Regions from separate parts of the Zea mays genome. Here region 2 is linked to region 1. A link is a contact called in public Hi-C data. All regions are on one chromosome and are shown on one strand. The core of a region is the stretch at or near the end of the contact, and the rest is flanking DNA. Distances in the headings are between cores, read along the strand shown.

The links. Hi-C and Micro-C count contacts between places; a contact is called where the count stands out from the background.
Region 2: a Hi-C map of bundle sheath shows a contact between it and region 1, with 8 times the contacts expected there. The contact joins the promoter of LOC100282380 here to the promoter of LOC100193113 in region 1. A contact is called at or near these places in 4 of 25 Hi-C or Micro-C datasets (bundle sheath, ear, leaf and 1 more) and 1 of 3 datasets of contacts at active chromatin or transcription factors (leaf).

Annotation. Positions count from the first base shown.
Region 1 is chr3:144,780,112-144,786,286 of Zm-B73-REFERENCE-NAM-5.0, reverse strand. It overlaps LOC100193113, which reads left to right and starts at 2,350. Exons shown (of 1, transcript NM_001138275.1): 1 at 2,350-3,432. The coding sequence starts at 2,511. The coding sequence ends at 3,149.
Region 2 is chr3:144,986,623-144,993,086 of Zm-B73-REFERENCE-NAM-5.0, reverse strand. LOC100282380 (phytosulfokines 2) reads right to left here and starts at 4,970. Exons shown (of 3, transcript NM_001155291.2): 1 at 4,665-4,970; 2 at 4,440-4,540; 3 at 3,835-4,300. The coding sequence starts at 4,803. The coding sequence ends at 4,163.

The sequences.
Region 1 (6,175 bases), core at 1,101-3,600:
GTAGAGAGGCCGGCCGGGTCCTGATCTCTGCTATCTATACTGCTTTTATTATCATAAGGGCATGTACAACCTAGACACTGCTGCACGGTACTTCAAGTATAAGACACAACTAAAACACAACATAATACAGTGGTCATGTCTAAAACATGTGTCTTATCATATTTATTGTACCAATCAGAGCATTCAATAAATTAAAGTGACCAATCAGCTAGTCTTCTGTCTCGAACATAGAGCTAAGACACTGTGTCTTCGTTAAGATACATGTCTTGAGTTTTTTTACATTCGTCCCCCTAGACACACTATAAGACACAACTTAAGACACCCATTGTACATGCCCTAAGAGCATGTACAACAGTGTTAAATACACGGTGTCTTAAGCACATGCAGGGAGCTACATGAAAAAAAAATCGTAGAGACGTTTCTTGGCGAAGACACGCTGCCGGCGTGCAGCTCGATGCTGAAGAAACGAAGGCGTGGCTGTGTTGTATGATGAAGCTTGTGTCTTGAAGATCCCATGCGGCACCCATTTAATCTCCCCGCAGCAGCAGACGTAGCGCCCTGGTCCTCCACACTAGCCATAGAGTTCATGTGCACACTAGATCAAGCATTGTTAATTAATGAGAGAATATAACACATTTACTAAGACACGGAGTTTAGATACAGCCTATTCTATCACACTGTGTCTTACGCTTAAAGTACCGTGTCACGGTGTCACTGTTGTACATGCCTAAAAGCCGCTCAGCCAGCGACTGTTTCGCACTAAAGCTGTATCGGCCACTGGTAGCCTGGTAGGGGGAGGTGAAACTGAAAGCTGAGGCAAGAGGAGGGGCCGGGCGCCGAATCGGATTCTGTTCCAGTCCAGGCAAAGAAGAGGGAGAGCGAGCTGCACTAGCCGCTGCTACAATACGAGCATGATTCCGCCGCTTTCGCCCACCCATCAGCGAAAGCCGCTTTTTCGGAGTACAGTACGTAGGCTAGCTAGTGGCGTCAAAAAAGATTGATTGTTTTTTAAAGAGAAGAGAAAGCTAGCTGAGTAGGAGTACTGCAAGTGGGTAATCCGATACGGCCGGTGAGCAATCGGCTTCGGATGTGACAGCCTGCCTGCCTGCGTGCGTGCTTGGTGGCCGAGTCGCCCTCGTCTGTTCGCCGAGTCGTCGCCGGTGGACTGGGCGCGCGGTGATGGCGCGGGTGCGCACGCACGCGGACGGACGTACTATTCATGGCCGGGAAGGGAAGAAGCTTCTTGTGTTCCGCCCGCCCACAAGACAGAGAGAGTCTGCCCTGCCCTGGCTGGCTCACATGCAGGTCCCCCGAGCGTGGTTTGCAGGCACTGCTGTGCTGTGCCTGTGATGACTGGTCACCCATACATACATACAACTATAGGTGTATATTTGGGCCGGTCCTGATGTGCCTGTCCGAAGCACGAAAAAAAGCACGGCTCAGTCACGATACGATCCAAAATATTTTTAGTGTCGGGCCGGGTTTGGGCCGAGGTCACGGCCCATGGGCGGGCAAGAGCACGACTCGTTTAAGGCAGGCACGAAATGGCCCATATAGAGGCACGAAAAGGCTCATATATTTATTAAAACCATACTTCATTCCACACTTTCATATACTTGATAAAGAATACAAAGCTAGAGATAATGCTAGTTAGATGTTTTTTGTAGCTTTCAAATTAGAGTATGTGATGTAATTTTACTTTTGTTATGAATATTAGACAATAAACTGAACTTATGAACTTTGTATAGAGCTGATTATACTCTTTTTTCTTCTAACAAAATAATTTGTAAACGAGGTATTCATTGCATAGCTGTGGTAACTTTAATACAAATATTAAGTTTGCTTTTGTTCAAATTTATTTGTCTTATCTTTTATTTGTTTTATTATTTTTGAATTTAAGGCTCTGATGTGAATTTTGGGCCAAAAACTGAATTTCGGGCCAAAAATTGAATTTCTGGCCCTAATATGAATTTCGGGGCAAAAAATGTATTTCAGGCTTTTATAATTTCGGGCCGCCCGAAATGAGCCCGACACGTTTAAGCAATTTCGGGCCGGACCGTGGGCCGAGGGCTAGACCCATGGACCGGCCCGGCACGACCCGAAATTCAAACGGGCCGGGTCGACCCGAAATTCGAACAATACGGATCTTTTCGGGTTTAGACCGGGTGGCCCGAATGTACACCTATACGTACAACTGCTCTCTCTGTGGCCACTGCTGTACATACAATCGCAAATATATTATGACGTGTCTGCAAGTGCATCCTCACTGCTATGGGGCACACACGCTCTCTTTCGCTCTCTGTTAATTGACCAACTTTCTCTGTCATCCTCGTCTTCCCTCGCCACAAAACACCATCTGCTCTGCTCTCTCCCTCTGTCTTCCCTTCCTCCTTCCCAGGAACTCCATTGCACTATTTCCACCCCAAGAACACAGCACAGAGTCGGATCCGAATCCACAGGAGAGGCAGAAGCACAACTCACTCCCCACTCCCTCCACCCATCAGCTAGCCATGGGCAAGGACTGCGGCAAACACGGCGACGACGACCTCCGGCGCTCGTGCAGGCGCCTGCTAGCCACCATCGTGGTCCTCGCGCTGACCGTGGGCGTCGTCGCGCTGATCGTCTACCTGGTGCTCCGCCCCACGCACCCGCGCTTCTACCTGCAGGACGCGTCGCTCCGGCAGCTGGACCTCTCCAACGCCACCACCAGCACCAGCACCCTGCTCTCCACCGCGATCCAGGTGACGCTAGCGTCGCGCAACCCGAACGAGCGCGTCGGGGTCTACTACGACCGCCTCGACGTGTACGCGTCGTACAAGTACCAGCAGCTCACGGTGGCGGCGTCGCTGCCGCCCGCGTACCAGGGCCACGGCGACGTCGGCGTCTGGTCGCCGGTGCTGGCCGGTCCCAACGTGCCCCTCGCGCCCTACCTCGCCGACGCGCTCCGCCAGGACTGCCAGGCGGGGTACCTCGTCCTCCAGGTCAAGGTCGACGGCCGCGTCCGCTGGAAGGTCGGCAGCTGGGTCTCGAACCACTACCACCTCTTCGTCACCTGCCCGGCCTTCCTCGTCACCGCCGGTGGCAACGGCGCGCCCGGGGCCGCCGGGTTCAGGTTCCAGACCACCACCTACTGCCACGTCGAGGTCTAGGTCTAGCCGGCCTCTTGCCTGTCTGTGCTGCTGTGTCGTCCGTACTCCGTATACAAACAGAGGCCGCCGCCTGCGAAGGAAACAGAGAGACAAAGGCCTGCCTTGCGCCATGTATCATGGGATGGCTGCCTGTCTCCCTCGCTCTCTCTAAGCTAGCTGCACTGCCTGCATGCTGCTGGTGTGCATGTTAGTGCTGCAGTGATGCGGATGTAAAGGATGGTAAAAAATTTCTGCTTTTCTTCTTCTTTTCAGTAAGGTTCTCCTTTAACGTACGATCAATTACAGTCGCTGTCTTCGTCGTCCCATTAATTAGCTCGTTGTAGCGTCTTTTTAGATGATCAATTACAGTTGAAGGGGTAGTAGTAATTTCTATGTCCAGCCGTTTCAGTGAGACTACTTTCAACACAGAGAAAACCGATTGTACCTTTGCCTGTCTCTCTTAATTAAGTCTTATAACTGATTTGGTGACCAGGGAATTGAATAGAAATGAAATTTCTCTCCTATGAATCCCCTTCAATTCTCCGTCACCAACAAGTCTTAGAGCTAGTTTAGATACTCAAATTTTCTTCAAGATTGAATAGAAAATTAGTTCATTTCTATACCAATCACCTCCAATCCCGAAAAGTATTTAAGGTTCTCAAATTAGCCCTTAATATTGCGGCCGAACCATGTGAGGACACTGCTAGTTTCATCTGATCATGGGACGCAAGCGCGTGATCTAGAGTTCTGGAGTTTCGTTGGGGGCTGCCGGGCTGGGGCCTGGGACAAGGAGTTTGGTGGCAACTATAGCCACCTCTAACTGAGTTGAAGGCGGGATTTTGTGGGGAAGCCGGAGACCCGAGAGTACACCAACTCATGCATGGGGGGACTCCTCCGCTGGGACGCCAAAGCGGCGGTTGATCGCTCAACAGTCAACACCCATCTAATGACAGTTTCGGTTACGAGTTAGGTGATGTCGTTTTCAAAATTGACATAATCTATAGTATTAAATATAATACAATATATATTTTAAAATTTTATTCTATAATATTTAGGTATCTAATTTCATCATTCATAGAGACTTGATAATAGAGAGTCACATCCTTATAAAAAAAAGGGAAAACCCCGTTTGTTCTCTCCTACTTTTTATAAACATCGTTCGGACAGCACTGCCGTTGCCATCGCCAGTATTTATTAGTTGAGAGAAAATTGATAATGGATTATGAATAAGTATAGAAAACGATATTTTATGGTTGTAGTAGGGTATATAAGAAAAAATTATGGTGTGAGAGAGATAAAAATAGGGGTGGAATCTGGATGACATAAAAAATAGGGGTGTGAGAGAGATAAAAATAGGGGTAGAATATATGGTGAAATTTAGAGAAAACCGTTGCAAACCATCTTAATGGCTTTTGAATCTTATAATTGATGATGCATGCACCCAAACTGCAACCAAACGGCCCCTGGTCCCTGAGCATTGAATGCAAATTTTGGCGCCCTGAATCCCATCCATCTCATCAAATAGAGCATTATCTGGTGGCTTCATTTTTCATCCAATGCAGTCCCCCCACCATCTCTATCTAGTATCTCTCTATTTTCTTGCAAAGAGACCCTTGCCACACTCGAACGGTCATCATCTTCTATCTTCAATCACTACAAGACCTGTGTGCTGATACCCGTCGACGTGAGGTAGGGCCGCCCGGTGCCGCTCCCGCTCGCTTATGCTGCGCCACCCAAGCCTGTCGTTGCTGCACCGGCCCTAACCACCATTAGTAACTCAGCTATTCATTCATGAAATATTTTTTTTTGCCGCTCAACCATGAGAAGACTTAAAATTCATAGCTCAATTATTGTTGAAATTTAATTGTTTATAGCTAAATTATTATTTAAAAGTGTACAAAGAGTAAAAAAACCCACGAGTGACCCGAACCCATCAGGTTTTCGAGTGCAGGTTTGGAGTTGCACCCAAGGGTGTGACCACGAGCAGGTTTAGGTAGATTTTACATGTGCAATCGTGGGCAGATTTTTGCTCCACCCGACCCGACAACGACCTATTGATGTCGGTGTTTGGTACTGACGACACACTACGGGGTATACCATTTAGTGCTTTTGGGAGAATGACGAGATCGATCACAACTTGATGGTCTGTGCAGTGCACAAGGAAACACGAAGGATTATACAGGTTCGGGTCGCTTGGCGTAATACCCTACATCTTGTGAGTTGATGGATGTGTATTACTCGGTGGTCGCGATTACAGGGAGTTCTTGAGGTAGAAGATGGCCATGCTGCTGAATGGCGTCTCCTGTTTTCGTAGGGGCCCCTCCTCCGTCTTATTCCTGACAGAAGATGAGTTACACACACCACGCGATACACATTCTCAGTCTGCCCGCCTTTGCTGGAGTCATGCTGACTTTCCTTGAGGTCAGCGAGTCGTCAGGAGATTCACACATTCTCTGCATGCGCGAAACGCGGTCCAAAAGTCTTCACGCCCACGCTTCTGTCTTCCTCGTCCGCTTTCCGTTGCGCCCGACTAAAAACTCCTGAAGGCTGTGCGCCCGGCCAACTGGGGACCTTTCAGGCAGCCCACAGAACATAACCAAACTGTGGTGATTCAGGGGATATCTATCCCCCACAATTGCCATCCCTAACCACCATTGTTGTGTCGTCCCCGCCCGCCTATGTGTGCCGTTGCTGCCCCCACCACCCTATAGTGAATGTACAGTTTCAGTAACCACTCCTTGGGTGAACGTTGGGTTTAGGATTTAGTGAATGTGCAGTTTCATGATTGTGCAGCTTTGGTGAATATGCAGTTTCAGCGAATGTGTCAATGAACTTGAGGTAAGTGAAGGCGAACGACCGTCGTCGCCTATGGCTTGGACCTAAATAAAGTTCCCCTCAACCCCCTCGCTCAGATCCCTTGCGATATGGGAGTCTGGGACTGAGTTAGGACTAGGGTTTCTCAACTTTGGCCCTATGTTGCGTTCATACGATGCGAATTTGATCTGCTGTGCGATTCAGACAATGATTTTGCACTTCATTCTGACGGA
Region 2 (6,464 bases), core at 3,721-6,220, 200 kb before region 1:
ACCTTGAAGATTATTTTTAACCGATGTAATGCTATATTTTATTTATTTCGCATCTATTTCTAAATACGTATTTTTTATATGTACTTATTTGCTTACTCTTAATTGTAGGTGATTGGACAAAGATGGTGGGCGGTGGGATGAGGCTGAGGCCGAGGACGAGGATGGGGAGGGGAAGGGGGAGGAGGACCACCCATACGACAGGGAAGGAGGCGCAACAGGATGATCACGTGCACTAGCAGGTGGACGACATGGCGTAGCAGGCCATTGTTGAGGCTCAACAGGAGGACGTCGATGCAGCGCAACAGGACGACGACGACGATGCTCAGTTGGACGACGATGAGGCACAATAGGACGCCTTGGGTTCTAGCACATTAGGTTCGGGGCGAGTCTACTTGCAAGGTCTCACGAGTCTCCCTCAGCGACCGATACTTGTGACAAGCGCTCGCTGATTTTGACCCGATGGGGAAAGGTATGTAACTTTAGATGTTGTCATTGCTTCTTCATATTACATGTTCAAATTTATAATTAAAACTAATACTTTTTCTTAATCACTCGGACAGGTCTTGGAAGGTTGTGGAGAATGCAAGGGGTCACAAACGCAACCCCAATGACATTGTCAGCCTTCTGTGTAGGGAAAACTTCCTTGGTCTTGTTGAGTATGCCGGAGTGACGAGCCTGGCCTATTCCTTCGACCACTACGCCGTCGCCCCCGATGCAGTAGATCTGGACGGCAGGAAATTCAACAACAAGGTGGAGCGGGTGAAGCAAGACTTGTGGGTAAGTGTTTCTCGCACTATATTGTTTAATATGTCGCATTCTTGCACATTCTTAAAATAATGTATGGATACCTCATCTTTGTATGTAGGATTTCTTCAGGTGCGAGCCTGGATACGAGGCCAGGGCGAATGTGGTGGCTACCGCAAGCTGTAAGAAGCTCGTCGTGGACATGCACTACGAGACGTGCATCCAAGCCATCATAACTTACTATGGCTCCGTCCTTGGAGACAAGGTCAACACGAAGGACGCTAGAACCATGTCATTGACTCAGGAGCAGTACTTGCAGGTAAATACAAAAAATTAATATTAATATTAAATATGCTTAATTTTATCTTCTGATATGTCGTGTACTTGATTTTTTGTAGATGATTCCTTATTGGTGTGCCATGTATCCTAAGTACTGGGAGTAGATGGTGCAAAGGTGGTGCTCGAACTAGTGGGACAAGGAACACAACGCTAGCCAGGAACGACATTTAATGATGTAAGGTCAAGGTAGTCGCAGCCTCAAGAAATACGCAGAAGCCTAGGTATACACTCTCTTTTATTTAGTCTATCTTTCAATTAGGCATGATTTCTAACCATCTCGTTGGTTTTCTCGCATTCGGCGTCACATGGTGGCCAACCTTGCTATACTCGATGTATGCTAAGGCCCATAAAGACAAGGCGACGTCCAACGTCACCTACAACCTGTAGGATGGGCCCAAGGCGTATAGAAACCCCGCCATCCACAGTCGCCTCGGTGAGTACACCACGATGGCAAAGGCAGTCGATGGGCCAGATTATGATCCGAGGACCAAGGACATCGTCAGAGATGTCCTCATGAGGGTCGGAGGAGGCAAGAGGCATGGGCGGTACTAGATTGTCGACAGGGCAATCGACTCATCCTCCACTCCCACTCTGTCTCAGGGCAAGCAAGGAGCATGAGCGCAGGCCTAGCCATACGACCTCAGGAGGATAGCTCACAACATCGCATCCAGGAACTCTAGGTTAGTTCTTTTGTGCCTTGTTATTCATTGAGTTATATAGCTTCTCTTTGCAGATTAGCAGAGGAGGGAACATATGGAGATGGAGGTGAGGATGAGGGCGGAGCGGGAGGCGGAGCGAGCGGTTCGCTTAGCGGATCAGCAGAGGATGGTGAAGATGTTTCAATACATGTAAAGCCTTGGCGCCTCACAGGGTCTTGCTCCACCACCTCCGTTGTTTCCTTCAGCTAACCTTGCTCAGTTCCCTACTCTTGTGAGTATCAAAATTTTAGTTCTATGTGATATATATTCATTTGTTCTCACACATGCAATCTCTCTCTATGTAGAATCAATCGGCAGCATCAAAACCCTCATGGTTCGCGTAGCCCTTCGCCAAACTAGTCCAACCGCCCGCCTCGCTGATTGTCTTCTTTTAGTGGTGATTGTGAGACTTGTGTGAGAAACTTGGTGTGAACTTATGTTTGTGAAAAACTTATGTTTGTGAGTTGGTAATATTTATATTGATGAAACTTGGTCTGAACTTAGACATGTTTGTGAAAAACTTGTGAGATTTGTGGTTTTTGTGAGATATATGGCCTCTATGAAGTATGTCATGATTCTGTGAACTTTGTGATGTATATTTGATATATGTTTTGTTTGTTTGGATGGAATAATAAAAATAAATAAAAAGAAGGTTTCTGGTCACTTTGCCGAGTGTTACTCTCGACAAAGAGAGTCTTTGCCGAGTGCAATGACCATAGCACTCGACAAACAAGGCATATCTAGGAACCATTAATGCTTCTTTGTTGAGCGTCATAGTCCTGACACTCGGCAAAAAGTCGCTTTGCCGAGTGCCGACCAACGCCCTCGGCAAAGGGACTGGCAAAGGAGCCCACTGGCGCTCCCTTTGTCGAGCGCCAGGCAGGTAGGCACTCGACAAAGGAGCTCCCTTTGTTAAGTGTCCTTGAGTACGCCGTCACGACGACTTTTCTTTGCCGAGCACTAGGTGGCACTCGGTAAAAACTTTGTCGAGTGCCCGAGAAAAAGTACTCGACAAAGAATTTGTTGTCGATATACAGTTCACCGAGTTCTCTTTGTCGAGAGTCACACTTGGGAAAGAGTTTGCCGAGTGTTTTCTGGACGCCTGGAACACTCGGCAAAGCAGTTTGTTCCAGTAGTGTCTGGAGGACTGGGCCGATCCAAAGAGAAGTTCTAGAACCGGACTGTTTTAGCTAACCTAAAACTTTAATTTTTTATATGCTTAACATTAGGTATAAGAGGTTTTAAAAATTGTGTATGGGTGGGGGGAGGGGGGGCATGGCACACCATCTGTTCAACTAAAGAAGTATGCATACATGATGCAATACAGATGCCACTAGCCGCTAGTGCCAGTGTGTGAAACTGTGAAACCATTGCCATGGCCCATGGCTCATGTGTGGGGACTGGAGACCGATCTAAGGTGGATATGGGAGAGTATCTTTGCACGCACGCACGCACGCATGTGTCTCCCTTTGCCGGAGCAGCAGCCGAGAGCCAGCCTGAGGCATAAGAACATGATGAGCTGTAGCCGCACGGTGCCATCCATGGCGTTTGACTTTCTATGAGCCGCCACCAGCCGGCCAGCGCGCTCCTCCGACCATCATGTGGAATCTCGGGGATCGGATCGGAGCAGAGCAGGTGGGAAGCCCATGATTTACTACTGTAGCTGTAGCTAGCTACCTGTTCATGGATCGGCCAAACACATTTGTTTTCCTGGACCAGATAAAAAAAAAGATACGTGTGTTGTTGCCTTGATGAGGAGATTAGGTTAGGGGACAGGAGGCAGAGAGGGAGGAAGCGTTTACAGGACGGGAAAGAAGTCGTCAGAGGATCAGACAGTGGTCCGGCCGGTCACAAACCCCAAATCTGACAGCGAGACAGACACTACTAGATTCGTTCAGCTGTACAACACCAATTGCAACTACTGTGTTTTAGTTAAACCAAGCTGCAGTGTTAGAGCAAGGCAAACCTGCATGCATTAGGTATACGAAGCACTCTCTTATGGCATTAGACAGAGAGAGAGAGAGAGAGAGAGAGAGGATATCAAGCCAAAAACTTGGAAGAAACATACATGTACCAGACATACTAGATAAAATGTACAGACGAGGTGACTGACAAACGCATACACGACTAGAGTCATGGATGATGATGGATCTCGGACGATACGTACTAAGCAGTGACAGAAATTACAAGCTAGCATGCACAAGGTACTACTTACTAACTAGTAGTAGATGAGAGAGATTCCCGTTTGTCAACTTAATCTGCAGCATGTGTTTTGTCCCACTAGTCCCAACCAAGCAGTCCCAGGCTCCCAGCTCCCAACGCCAACCAAGATGACGAGGGCTCGTACGTCTTGGCCGGAGCGAGCTGCAGCTACCTCCTCCTCATGGCTTGCCCTTGTGCTGTGTGTAGATGTAGTCGAGGTGCGCGTTCTGGAGCAGCCGTCTCTGCATGCAACCGTCGTCCTCGTCGTCGTCCGCCTCGCACGCCACTGCACCCTCCTCCACCTCCGCCGCCATCATCTGCAGAATAGCAGATATATAGCATGCATGGAATGGAAGAAATGAGCTTTGATTTGTATACATAGTCCACGGGGCAAAGGCACAGGGCTCAGGCTAGATGCTATGTGCGAATTCAGTAGTTTTTCCCCCCTTCTCACACCTCATCTCCGGAGATGGACAGCTCGTCGCCGTTGCCCACGCCACCTTCCTGCAGCGCCAGGCCGCCGTATGCAGCGGCAGCGGCAGCCGTGACGCCAGTTTCTGCAGACGACATGGCCAGTTCAGAGACGTTAGGACGAGCAGCTAAGGTGTACGCAACGCTGGTACGAAGGACGATCGATCAGCAAAGAGGTTAGAGCCGAGTAGTGAAGACGTATATATGTACCTCGGTGAACCAACTGAGCTGGGACAGGAGAAGGCGGCAGGAGGCGAGCCGCTGCTGAGTAGTGGAAGAAACAGACGAGGAGGAGGAGCAGGGCAGCAGCCGCGAGCGGCAAGGGCATGCTGCAGCTGCGCCGCCTCATCTCTGCCGCCGTGCCGGGCCGGTTGATGAACTGCTGAAAACTAGTGCTGCTGCTGCGCTAGCTGTCGAAGGACGAGAGAGAGAGAGAGGGGGGCTGTGTACGAGTTGGATGGAGTTCGTAGTGAGCGAGCGAGTGCTGGATGGCTGATGATGGATGCCTCAGTTGGTGGACTGCTGATGGTGCCGGCTGCCGTATTTATAATGCGAAAGCTGCCACCACCTAGCCTGCGAGTCGTCACGCGCGCGCGTAGATATTTGGAGTTTGAATACTTTTTTTTCTGAATAGAACGTATCGTTCGGCCAAATTCGTCGACCACTCCAGCAGACTTCCTCGCTGTATCCGTATTTAATTTAGCACGACTAACAACACTATACAATGAGACCGTACATCCGTCTCCTTTTCGAGCAGACTTCACATCCTACTCTATATCTCTATTTTTTTTTCATGAAGGAGTGAGACATCAAATGGATGGGGGAGTCTAAACGTGCAACACACATTTTACACGGCCTTATACGAATTCTATTGGAGTTGGTCTTGATAAAATGGGGATATACGGCCACATACGGAGGCTATTGGAGTTGGTCTTGATAAAACATGGAAAAGACCTCTGCCTGAGTTGGGGTTGGATGTCTCTGATCCTAAATTCTTTTTGATCTTTCTAAGTCAGTGTTTCGATTGAGCTTCTTATTAATATAATAATATGGTGCAGTCTTTCTCTTACCGACCGAGTTATTTCAGTTTAATGAAACATGAATATCCTAACATGCAATAGAAATATCCCAGCTTTATAAACATGTTCCGGTTCTTTCTTCAATATAAAAAACATTCAACCACAATTGTCCCAAGATGACTATCACTACCGGAATTCGGCTTTTTGTCGAGTGCTCGGCGCTTTGTCGAGTGCTTTCTATCGGACACTCAGCAAAGTCCTGTTCTCGGTAACGACCGCGTTTACCGAGAGCAGGACTCTCGGCACAGAAATACATTCGGCAAAGAAATCTTTGCCGGGTGCAGAACACTCGGCGAATGACGGCGCTCGGCAAAGGGTCATCAGCAGCCGTCCATAGCTGACGGTCGTTATCTTTGCCGAGCGCCAAGCTTTGGTACTCAGCAAATAAGCTTCTTTGCCGAGTGTTTTTCATCTGACACTCGGCACAGTACGCTTTGCCGAGTGTCATTCCTAGACACTCGGCAAAGTACATTTTTTTTTATTTTCTCAACCAAACTTTTTATGGTATGTTTCTACACTATGTAGACCTACATGTACCGTCAGTTCAAATGTGAATTTTCCGAAGAAATTCAATTAAACGAACTAAATTTAATAGTTATAGAAAACACTTTTATAATTGTGCCAAAATGGTACATGTAGATCTACATAGTGTAGGCACAAACCACAAAAAGTTTGGCTGGAAAAAGAAAAAAAGAAAAATATACTTTGCGGAGTGTCCAAAGTTGACACTCGGCAAAGCGCACTGTGCCGAGTGTCCGCCCAGGTAATACTCGGTAAAGTTTGTTTTGCCGAGTGTCTTATGGAGACACTCGGCAAAGTGTTTTTTAAAATTATAAAAAAGCACTTTGTCGAATGCTTGTCAGCAGGCACTCGATAAAGATGTCTTTGCCGAGTGCCAGATCGTCGACACTCGGCAAAGACTGTTTTTAAA